2 separate regions of the Danio rerio genome follow, and region 2 is linked to region 1. A link is a contact called in public HiChIP or PLAC-seq data. All regions are on one chromosome and are shown on one strand. Each heading gives the region's core, a stretch centred on a gene start, on an enhancer-like site or on the middle of the called end of the contact. The rest is flanking DNA. Distances are from core to core; before and after follow the strand shown. Region 1 holds the start of retsatl (retinol saturase (all-trans-retinol 13,14-reductase) like). Region 2 holds the start of adarb1b (adenosine deaminase RNA specific B1b).

The links. HiChIP or PLAC-seq counts read pairs in DNA pulled down with a chosen protein or histone mark.
Region 2: a contact with region 1 is called in an H3K4me3 HiChIP or PLAC-seq map of embryo, with 4 times the contacts expected there. The contact joins the promoter of adarb1b here to the promoter of retsatl in region 1. A contact is called at or near these places in 1 of 18 Hi-C or Micro-C datasets (caudal fin) and 1 of 4 datasets of contacts at active chromatin or transcription factors (embryo).

Annotation. Positions count from the first base shown.
Region 1 is chr9:46,792,438-46,797,314 of GRCz12tu, forward strand. It overlaps retsatl (retinol saturase (all-trans-retinol 13,14-reductase) like), which reads left to right and starts at 2,284. Exons shown (of 11, transcript NM_001040004.2): 1 at 2,284-2,566; 2 at 3,285-3,467; 3 at 3,551-3,792; 4 at 3,871-4,066; 5 at 4,174-4,371; 6 at 4,630-4,749. The coding sequence starts at 2,407.
Region 2 is chr9:47,025,650-47,029,870 of GRCz12tu, forward strand. It overlaps adarb1b (adenosine deaminase RNA specific B1b), which reads left to right and starts at 2,828. Exons shown (of 12, transcript XM_682018.11): 1 at 2,828-2,978.

The sequences.
Region 1 (4,877 bases), core at 1,034-3,533:
ATTCCATACACTGATCATTCTGAAGAAATCCAATTAATAATACAGAAACCAGTTGCTTACATTTTGGGTTATATGTTGTTTTTGATGCCTGCATTGTTTTTGTGCACAATTATTGAGAGGGGTCTGCCTGCAGACCTGGTGCAGTGCAATCCAATGCTTTTTAATGGGCTCACCTAACCCCACCTCTAACCCTACCTGTCAAAGTTGTCACTAGCTCCATTTGAGTGCATTATGTCTGACATTGCATCGCTGAGTGATGCAGTCTCAGCTTGCACCATAAAGGCTGCATCCAGTTACTATTGCAATTATTAAATTATTGGGGTGTAACACCATTTGTTTGCAGTTTTCTCTCCCATGAGATCAGCAAGTAAATTGTATTGTCTGCATTCACATGTGCACATATGCATGATGAAATGCACAAAATAAGTATATTATCTAACTCAGTCATTCTTTCTACATACAGAGGAATTGTTTATCCAATGTTTTTCATAAATTTTATGATACTTATTTTTCAAACTAAGCTTTTTGTTCTCTAACAATACAGTGGTGCTGGACTGTTTATCATTTTACAACCAATCAAGTCTTAAAATGTACTGAAGGCTTGTGTACTGTTCAGATTTACTATCTTTTTGTTATGTTGGGGATGAAAACATCCACTGAAATAAACTACTTTCAAAATGCATCAGATAAAATAATAAAAAAATGTTTTTTTTTGGCATAAATCTTTTAATCAACCTCAGTCCTGATCAAAGCTACTAAATTGCAGAGAAAATTACAGGATTTTAACTCTTTAATCGACAAGTTTATAATTGATGTCACTAATTTAGTGGGGGAAAAAACACACACAAAATGACATATTTTCAATATAAAAATTAATTGTGGACTAGATTTTCCCCCCCTTTTATCACAGTCTTGGACATGTGCACGATTAGAAACAACATTGGCTTTGATGCATTGTTAGATTTTCATTTTTTCTCCCTAATTTACTGCTGGTGGCTGTTTTTGCCTCATTGACTTCCATTATAATCAAATTTAATGGTGCATAAATACACAGTCTTTGTTTTTGTTTACTCCATGCAGTTCTGAGAGCTGAGATGCATAGATTTTCTCAGACACATCACAAGGTAAGTGCCTAAAGGTCACTCTCACTCACACACCCAAAGACACACACTTTAATTTGCTGTTATACTCCATATACAGTAAAATCCAGAAATTGCATTTTTTGCAAAGGCATGTCTAAAGGGTAAATGGTGCCAACTGATGATCAACAGCACAAATGACACATTTTACCTCTTTTCAACAGGGAAAACCACTAACAATCAAAAATGCATGATTATATAGTGTGTCATAGCTTTGCAATCAAAAAATGTGATTTTAATGAAAGTCGACGGAGCAAAAACAGCCACCCACAGTTGATTAAGAAGAAAAAACATTAAAAAACAAGCAAAAACAATGCATCAAGGACAATGCTGTTTACATGTCTAAGACTTTGATAAAAGGTAAAAAAAATCCTGTCCACAATTACTTTTTATATTAAAAGTACTTAATTTTGTGCATTTTTTTTTTTACCAAATCAGTGACATCATTTATGAATTTGACAGTTAAAGAGTTAAAATCCTGTATTTTTCTAAGCAATTTAGTCGTTTTGATCAGGACTGAGGTTGATTAACAGATTTATGCAAAATATTAAAATTAAAAATATTTATCTGATGGATTTTTACAACAGTTTAATTCAATGGATGTTTTTTTCCCGAACATAACAAAAGGGTAGTAAATTTGCCCAGAGTGTATAGTTTCACAAAATACATGTCAAATAAGATTTGTCACCAAAAACATTCTGCTTGTAGAAACAGAGAAAGTTATGGCTAAATTAAGACTCAAAATCACGCAAGAGTGTATGAAAACATCCCCAACAGTACATAAGGGTTAAAGTAAATCTAACACTTTGATTTATCACATATGCAACTTAAATGTTTACATGCATTATAGTTTATTGTTGACCATCTGCAACTCCTTCCTTCAATACACTAAATCAATACAAACAGCTAATTAACCCATATTATAAGTATATATGTATATAAACACAAAAAAATGCCTACATTCTTGTACTGGCTTCCATTTTGTGCATCACAGCTGTTATTCATTATAAGCAACTAATGCAAAGCAATCGGTCTGCACACCTGATTTAATTAAGTAACACAAATAGCAGACAAACAAGTTGATTCTCTCCACCCACGGTTTAGACTAATAAATAAGGCCTTGACGCGTTCACCAAATAAAAAGCTGTTGGTTGCAGTCTCTGGAAAGAGCTGCTACTTAAGCTTTTAACACTACTTTTAAAGAGTGAATCTTCTAGCAGTCACTCCTCAAATTCAAAGTTACAGTCTTTTCTGCCAGTGATTGAAGATGTGGTGGATTTTGCTGTTCTTAGAATGGTTTGTAGACTGGGCTCGTGGCACATTCTGGTATCTGTTTGGCAGGAGAAGTGGCCTGTGCAAGGGTACCATCAGTCCTCAAGGCCCGCTAGTAGTCGACCAGGAGAAAAAAGACAAAGTGCTTCAGAAAGGTATGTGAGCTCTCTAGATTAGTGATATAATAGAGGCACCTAGTGTTCCACTATGTAAATGCAGCAAATATAAGGAAAAAAAACATAGGTACTTCAGTATAAAGCATAATATAAGTACATGTGCCTTGCTAAATATCATGGTGCCTGTAAATGGTTTTTAAGTACACTTTTGGAGTCTGTTTCATTGCTGAACAGATCAATGAAACACTTGACTAATGGTATAACTCTAAAATTTTCTCTGGTAATTGTTTAAACCAGGGGTGCCCAGACTCTCTCCTGGAGGGCCGGTGTCCTGCAAAGTGTAGTTCCAATCCAATAAGACCCACCTGGGCTGGTTAATCAAGCTCTTACCAGACTTTCTAGAAACATCTGTATGGGTGTGATTTTTAAGGCCAGTTGGAGCTAATATCTGCAGGACACTGAGGACTGAGTTTGGGCACACTTGGTCTAAACTAGTAAAATGTATCAGATGTGGTAAAACCAATTAAAAGAGCAGTCTCAGAGCCTGCCTTGTGTGTTTTTTTTTTTTTTTTTTTTTTTTTTTTTTTTTTTTTTTTTTTTTTTTTTTGTGGATTTTAAACCTAAATCCCCACCGTGGAAACCTTGAAATTAAGATTTGTAAGTTTCTTTTGAACCTTTTAAGTGGTTCTCTGAGAGCAGTCATTGCATTGCTAGAGATATTGAAGTTAATGTAATTTGGTTTTGTCTTCCCCTATAGAATATGCTTCAAATGAAGTACCCGATAACTTGGATGTCATTGTGATTGGTAGTGGCATTGGTGGCCTGACTGCAGCTGCAGTTTTAGCGAGGCTCGGAAAGAAAGTCCTAGTGCTGGAGCAAGACAAGCAGGCAGGAGGCCTTTGTAAGACTTTCACTGAGAAGGGCTTTGAGTTTGACTGTGGTAAGACCTTACAGCTGCATGGATGGGAATGCTGAATGTCTTGCCGCACATGACTAAGATTGCTTTGTTTTTATTTTTTGAAGGCTTCTATTATGTTGGTCAACTTCATGAGAACAGCTTCCTGAAGATTGCTTTGGATTTGATTACTGATGGCCAAGTGCACTTTGCTGAGCAAGGTTCACATGTGGAAACTGTTGTTATTGGTAAAGGGCCTGAGTGTAAAGAATACACTATCTATAATGGTAAAAAGCAGATGGAGGCTCATCTGAAGAAACAGTTCCCCAATGATGCTAAAGCAGTAGAGGAATTCTTTAAAATAATGAAGGTATTTGGTTTTATTTATTCCTTTTAAATCTTAACGTTCCCTTTGCTTTATCATCTAAACTATTGTTTACCCTAATAGATTTGTTCTGAGAAGGTCCGTCTGCTTTGTATGCTGAAGATGGTCCCACTCTGGTTTGCTCGCTTCATATTGAGGACTGGAATTGCTGACTTTATTTCCCCAATTTTAAAATATTCCCGCACCAGTACATCAGAGGTGGTCAAGTCTCTTACCAGCAACCAGGATCTCCTCACAGTGTTCTCAAAAACATTTTGTGGTAAAATAACCATTCCAAACTCTGGATTCATCCAGTGTCGAGGCTTCTGACTAAACTTTTTTTTTTTTTTTTTTTTTTTTTTTTTTTTTTTTTTTCTCTCCCCCTAGGTGTCCCACCCAAAAACTCCAGCTGCATGATTGATGCCCTCCTCCTACACCACTCAAAGCGTGGTGTGTACTATCCTCAGGGTGGTGCTAGTGAAATCCCGTATCATATCATCCAGGTTTTGGAGAAACATGGTGGAAAAGTCCTGGTCAATGCTCCAGTTTCTAGAGTTCTAGTTAATGAGCAACAAAATGCATACGGTGAGGTTTGTTCAAGTCAGACATACCCAATCCTGTTCCTGGAGCTCTACCTTCCTGTAGAGTTTACCTCCAACCCTGATCAGTAACTGGAGGAAGTAGGATCTGAAGGAGCACTTTGTAATCTTAAGGCCAACGCTTTAAGGTTCCAGCTAACTCTGCAGCCAGGTAGATCTTCAGGAACTGGATTTGGCACCTCCTGTGAACAGTTGCTTTTGCAGTGTCTTGAGGTATAATGTAATGAGCACATGTCTGCTTCAGGTGTGGCTGTGAAGACTGGAGATGAAGATATTGAAATCAAAGCTTCAGTGGTTGTTTCAAATGCTGGTGTGTTCACTACTTTCCAGAAGCTCCTGACTCCAGAGATCCAGGCAGATCCCCGTATGTGATCTGTTTACCAGTTCTCCTGCAGTAACTTAACATGGTCCTAACCAGTTTTCCATGTGGGCTGTTTATTTGATCTATCTAATCTTTCCCCCTACCTTGGTGGCGGTTTTCTGCCTCTCCAG
Region 2 (4,221 bases), core at 1,578-4,077, 230 kb after region 1:
ACAGCGCTAAAGTTCTGCATCTTTGCGTAATAACACTGTCTTGACTAGTTCGGTTGAATGACATTTGTCCTGGGAGCACTGTACAAATGTGGCGGCGATATTGACGCTTGCTCAGATTCCCTATGTGATATCTAGTGTATATATCTATGATGGGGTGTATGCAGAAAGACTTTTAATTCGCCAGTAACCTGGGTTAAGTGCTTCCGGTGAACTTTATGCCTTTGCAAAATTCGGCGCGTTTAAGGTCTGTTTTCTTTAAAAATCAGCAATCTCCACTGCCTGACTGATATCCGATATAACATGGGTCTCAGATTGTACAAGAAACACTGCATTAAATTACATTTCCCTTCGCCATGTCTTTAAAATATAAACATTTATTTTACCCCAGGATATTCTGCGCTAGCCTGCTAATCCTGACGGGTGCGAGTAAACTGCTTTTTGTCTTGTTTTACACTTGAGCAACTAAATGAAATGAATAAATCTGTTCAACTGATTATATTTTAATTATTACAACATTGATGCTGCAAAAGAAACCTTATAAAATGGAAAAAAAACTCACATTAACCATTCACCGGAAGTTTATCAGCATGGGAAGAAACACTAGCTCTGCATATACCCTATTAAACCAAGCGGCTTTGCAATTGCGATTGACCATTTCAAATCTATTGACAACAATCTTATCTAAACATATTGAAAATCCTACACCAGTGAACCCTTCCATTTTATTACTGAGCTATGATTCTACGTTGAACCTCATCTACAAAAAGCTGTTGGGCTGGCTTCTGCAAAAAAACTACTAGCCCAACATTGGCTGCCTCCACATAATTTGGACATGTACAAGTGGTTGGTACAACTTCAGGACATTATAATGTTGGAATTATCCACAGCTCGAGTGAACTTGGTACAAATGAGTACATTAAAGATCTGGACTTCAGCTGCTGACAAAAGCTCCATGTTTATCCGCTTGTTAAGTGGTGACGTGTTTGTGACGTATGTAATAGTGTTTCCAGGTCCAAGCCGCCATTCACTTGAGTGGAGAAATCATTCGTTTATGATCACTTTTTATTCCTATCACACATTAAAGTTAATTTTACATAAAGTCATAGTGTACACAACAATCTCTGGGCTTGCTGCATAACAAATACCAAAATGTTAACAATTTATAAAAAAATTAATCACTTTCTGGCCATCGGATATTAGGCATGGACATATATATTGCGATCGTGACTTTCGAAAGTATTAAATCGCTTTGTAAACGTTTATTATTACCATTTCATGAATCTCCCCATTCAGTTGAATAGAGCGCTTGGACCCGGAAGCCGCTCCGTGTGACGTCACACTTAACAAGCGAATTGTACAAAACAATGATCAGGATTTAAAAAAAAAACAATGATCAGGATCTAGAATGATTGCCTTACTTTTTATAATAATGTTACTTTGTTTTTGTTTTTCTGTTAACTACTATTCATTGGATACCCCAGTTTCAAGAGACCGCAGGGCAGGGGGGTGATGTTATTTGACTTGATATATTTCATTATACAGGTCCGTAGCCAGCTTAGTGAAAGGGATTGGTTCTTTTTTCTCAATAAGTGGGCTTTTTTTGTTGTTGCAGTTTTACACCTCATTTTCTATTTAATTATGAGATTTAAATATATATTTTAAGCACTATTTTTAGCTGGATTAGCTTGTCGGATGGTCATCATAACAGCTCTTTTTGTTGTACCAAAACATATTTCCTAGATTTAGAATAAAAAAATATAAAAATAATCTTATTTTTAAAATACAAATGTATTAAATCCTATATCACTAGAAAAAAAGAATCTGTTTTAAATTAAAAACAAGCCAATTGTCATTTATTAGGCAAATTATAAATAAACTGGCCAGCACATTCAACTGTCCCCAGTCAGAATTGGTCCATTTTATTAAAAATAATAAATAATAATGATTAAAAAAATTATAATAACAATAAGGTAGAGCTTCACAATTTTTATAGTCTCTCTTGTAAAAAAAATACAATTGAAAATTCATGGGTAAAAACAATTGTATTTAAATGAATTTTACTTAGAAGGGTTTTCGATGGATTATTTTTTAGTTTTTATGAAGGCATAGCAGTCGAAAAAGGACAAAGGAGCTCTTAGATGAAACAAATTCTGGACAATTTTAAGTGAGGGGTGGGTCTTTTGAACCAATCGAACCCCCCTGGCTACGGGCCTGTTATATAGTTTTTTTCAGCCTGTATGTTTTGTCAACAATTAATAAAAAAATAAAAAAATTTAAATAAATAAATAATTATATATATATATATATATATATATATATATATATATATATATATATATATATATATATATATATATATATATATATATATATATATATATATACATCCTACAATACAGGATGAACATAATTTAAGGTTAGAAAGTTTAATTTTAAAACCCAAAGTCAAGTCAAATCCTGTCTGTCATTAAGAATCAAATGCATTTAGTCAGACAGTGAGGAAACTCAGCATAAAACTAGCATAAATATTTCATTAGACTGCAACCCTGCAATAGCTGCAGCCAAGCCAACTGATCATCATCACTCTGTCGTTTACAGATATAATTAATTAAACACAACAAATTAGCATTTTTTTATCTTACAAATGTAATCATCCGTTGTGTTTACAGCCAATCTGTTTCGCTTTAACGTGTTCGGCCAATCAGATCCGTCGCTGGCGGTCAGCCTCCTTCCCTGACTGACAGAAAGTGGGCGGTGATTACGCGCGCACAGCCAATTGCAGCGTGTTTCGGCAACCACGTTGCGCGCTACCGACGGGCGACCCCGCGAGAGTATTCTAGGCCGCTCGTGTGATCAAACAGATCCACTCCATTCCCGGGAACATCATCGAGATTAGAGGTGGGCTCTCAACTTTATTCCAATGGCGGACGGGAGTCCTTTGAATCTGTATTGAGGTGCCGATCGCCGCGTGCACACGCGTGAGTACTGACGGATCTCTCTACTCGTGATATTTTTAGACGCGGGATATTTTGCGCGTGTTCCCGCTGTGTTTATGTAACGTAAACGGGCTTTTTTCTTCTCTCACATCCTTGACGTAAGTTGTTCGTGGTGTTATTTGACAGGGATAGAAGCGGGGATGCTTTACAGTAGATGTTAACCCACCCACGCTGTTTTGAAGGTGCACATTATGGTGTTTTTCTGTGTGTGAAACTGTAATAATGAACGCAGTGCATCGCTGCAGATGGGAAGCAGGGCACGCGAGCATGTCATAATGCAGTTCCACAGTCCACAATGGAAGCGCGCGCGGTGGGCTGATAGATGGAGAAAACAACCAGGCTGTAAGGAGGAAGCATATCGAGTCGTTTGCACTGAGGATTTGTTTATGATCTTAAACAAGGAGAATAACTCGATGTTTTCAGTCAAGTGCTTTTTATAACGCAACTTCCCAATGATAAAAGTGTTCAATTGAAGAGCCGTGGCAGAATTCACCCGTGCTCGTCTACATCTTGTCGGCTTCATTAAGACGCACGACTCCGCACCTTCCGCGGATCGTTTGCTTCATACTGATAATAATCCTGTCATCATCTGCACACCATCATGCTTTCACTTTTTTTTGGTTGTGAACACAAAAAGAGTTACAGAAACGCTGCTCTCTGTCGTTTAGTGCAATATGACAGCTGTCAGACGTCAAACATGTTGTATGTAATACATGCATCTTATGTGTATTATTTAGGGCTGCACGATATTGGATAAATCTTGCATTGCGATATTTATTTTTTTCTGAAATATATATGTACTTTGTTATACTTGGATATAATTTTTGATCACTTTATTTTAAGGTTCAGTTCATTTTAATGGCTCTTAGTATCCTATATTTTTCCTTATTAATAGTTATTAAGGTAGTTTAAGTATTGGGTTGGATTAGGCATGTAGAATACCATCATACAGAACATGTGCTTTATAAGTAGCCAATATCTCAATAATATGCATGCTAATAAGCAACTAGTTAATAGTGAGAATTGGTCCCTAAAGTGCTATCAAATGTATTATTCTGATTGACTGGGATGATTCTGTAGGGGAGTGAATCATGCTGAACATGGAATAAACAAACTACAAGCATGGATAAATGCAAAGAATCAAAGATCAGAGTGAAGTTAACAGTGCATGCATTATGGTTTTGTAAATGTAAAAATCGCACTGCAAAGTCAACTCAAGATTGCA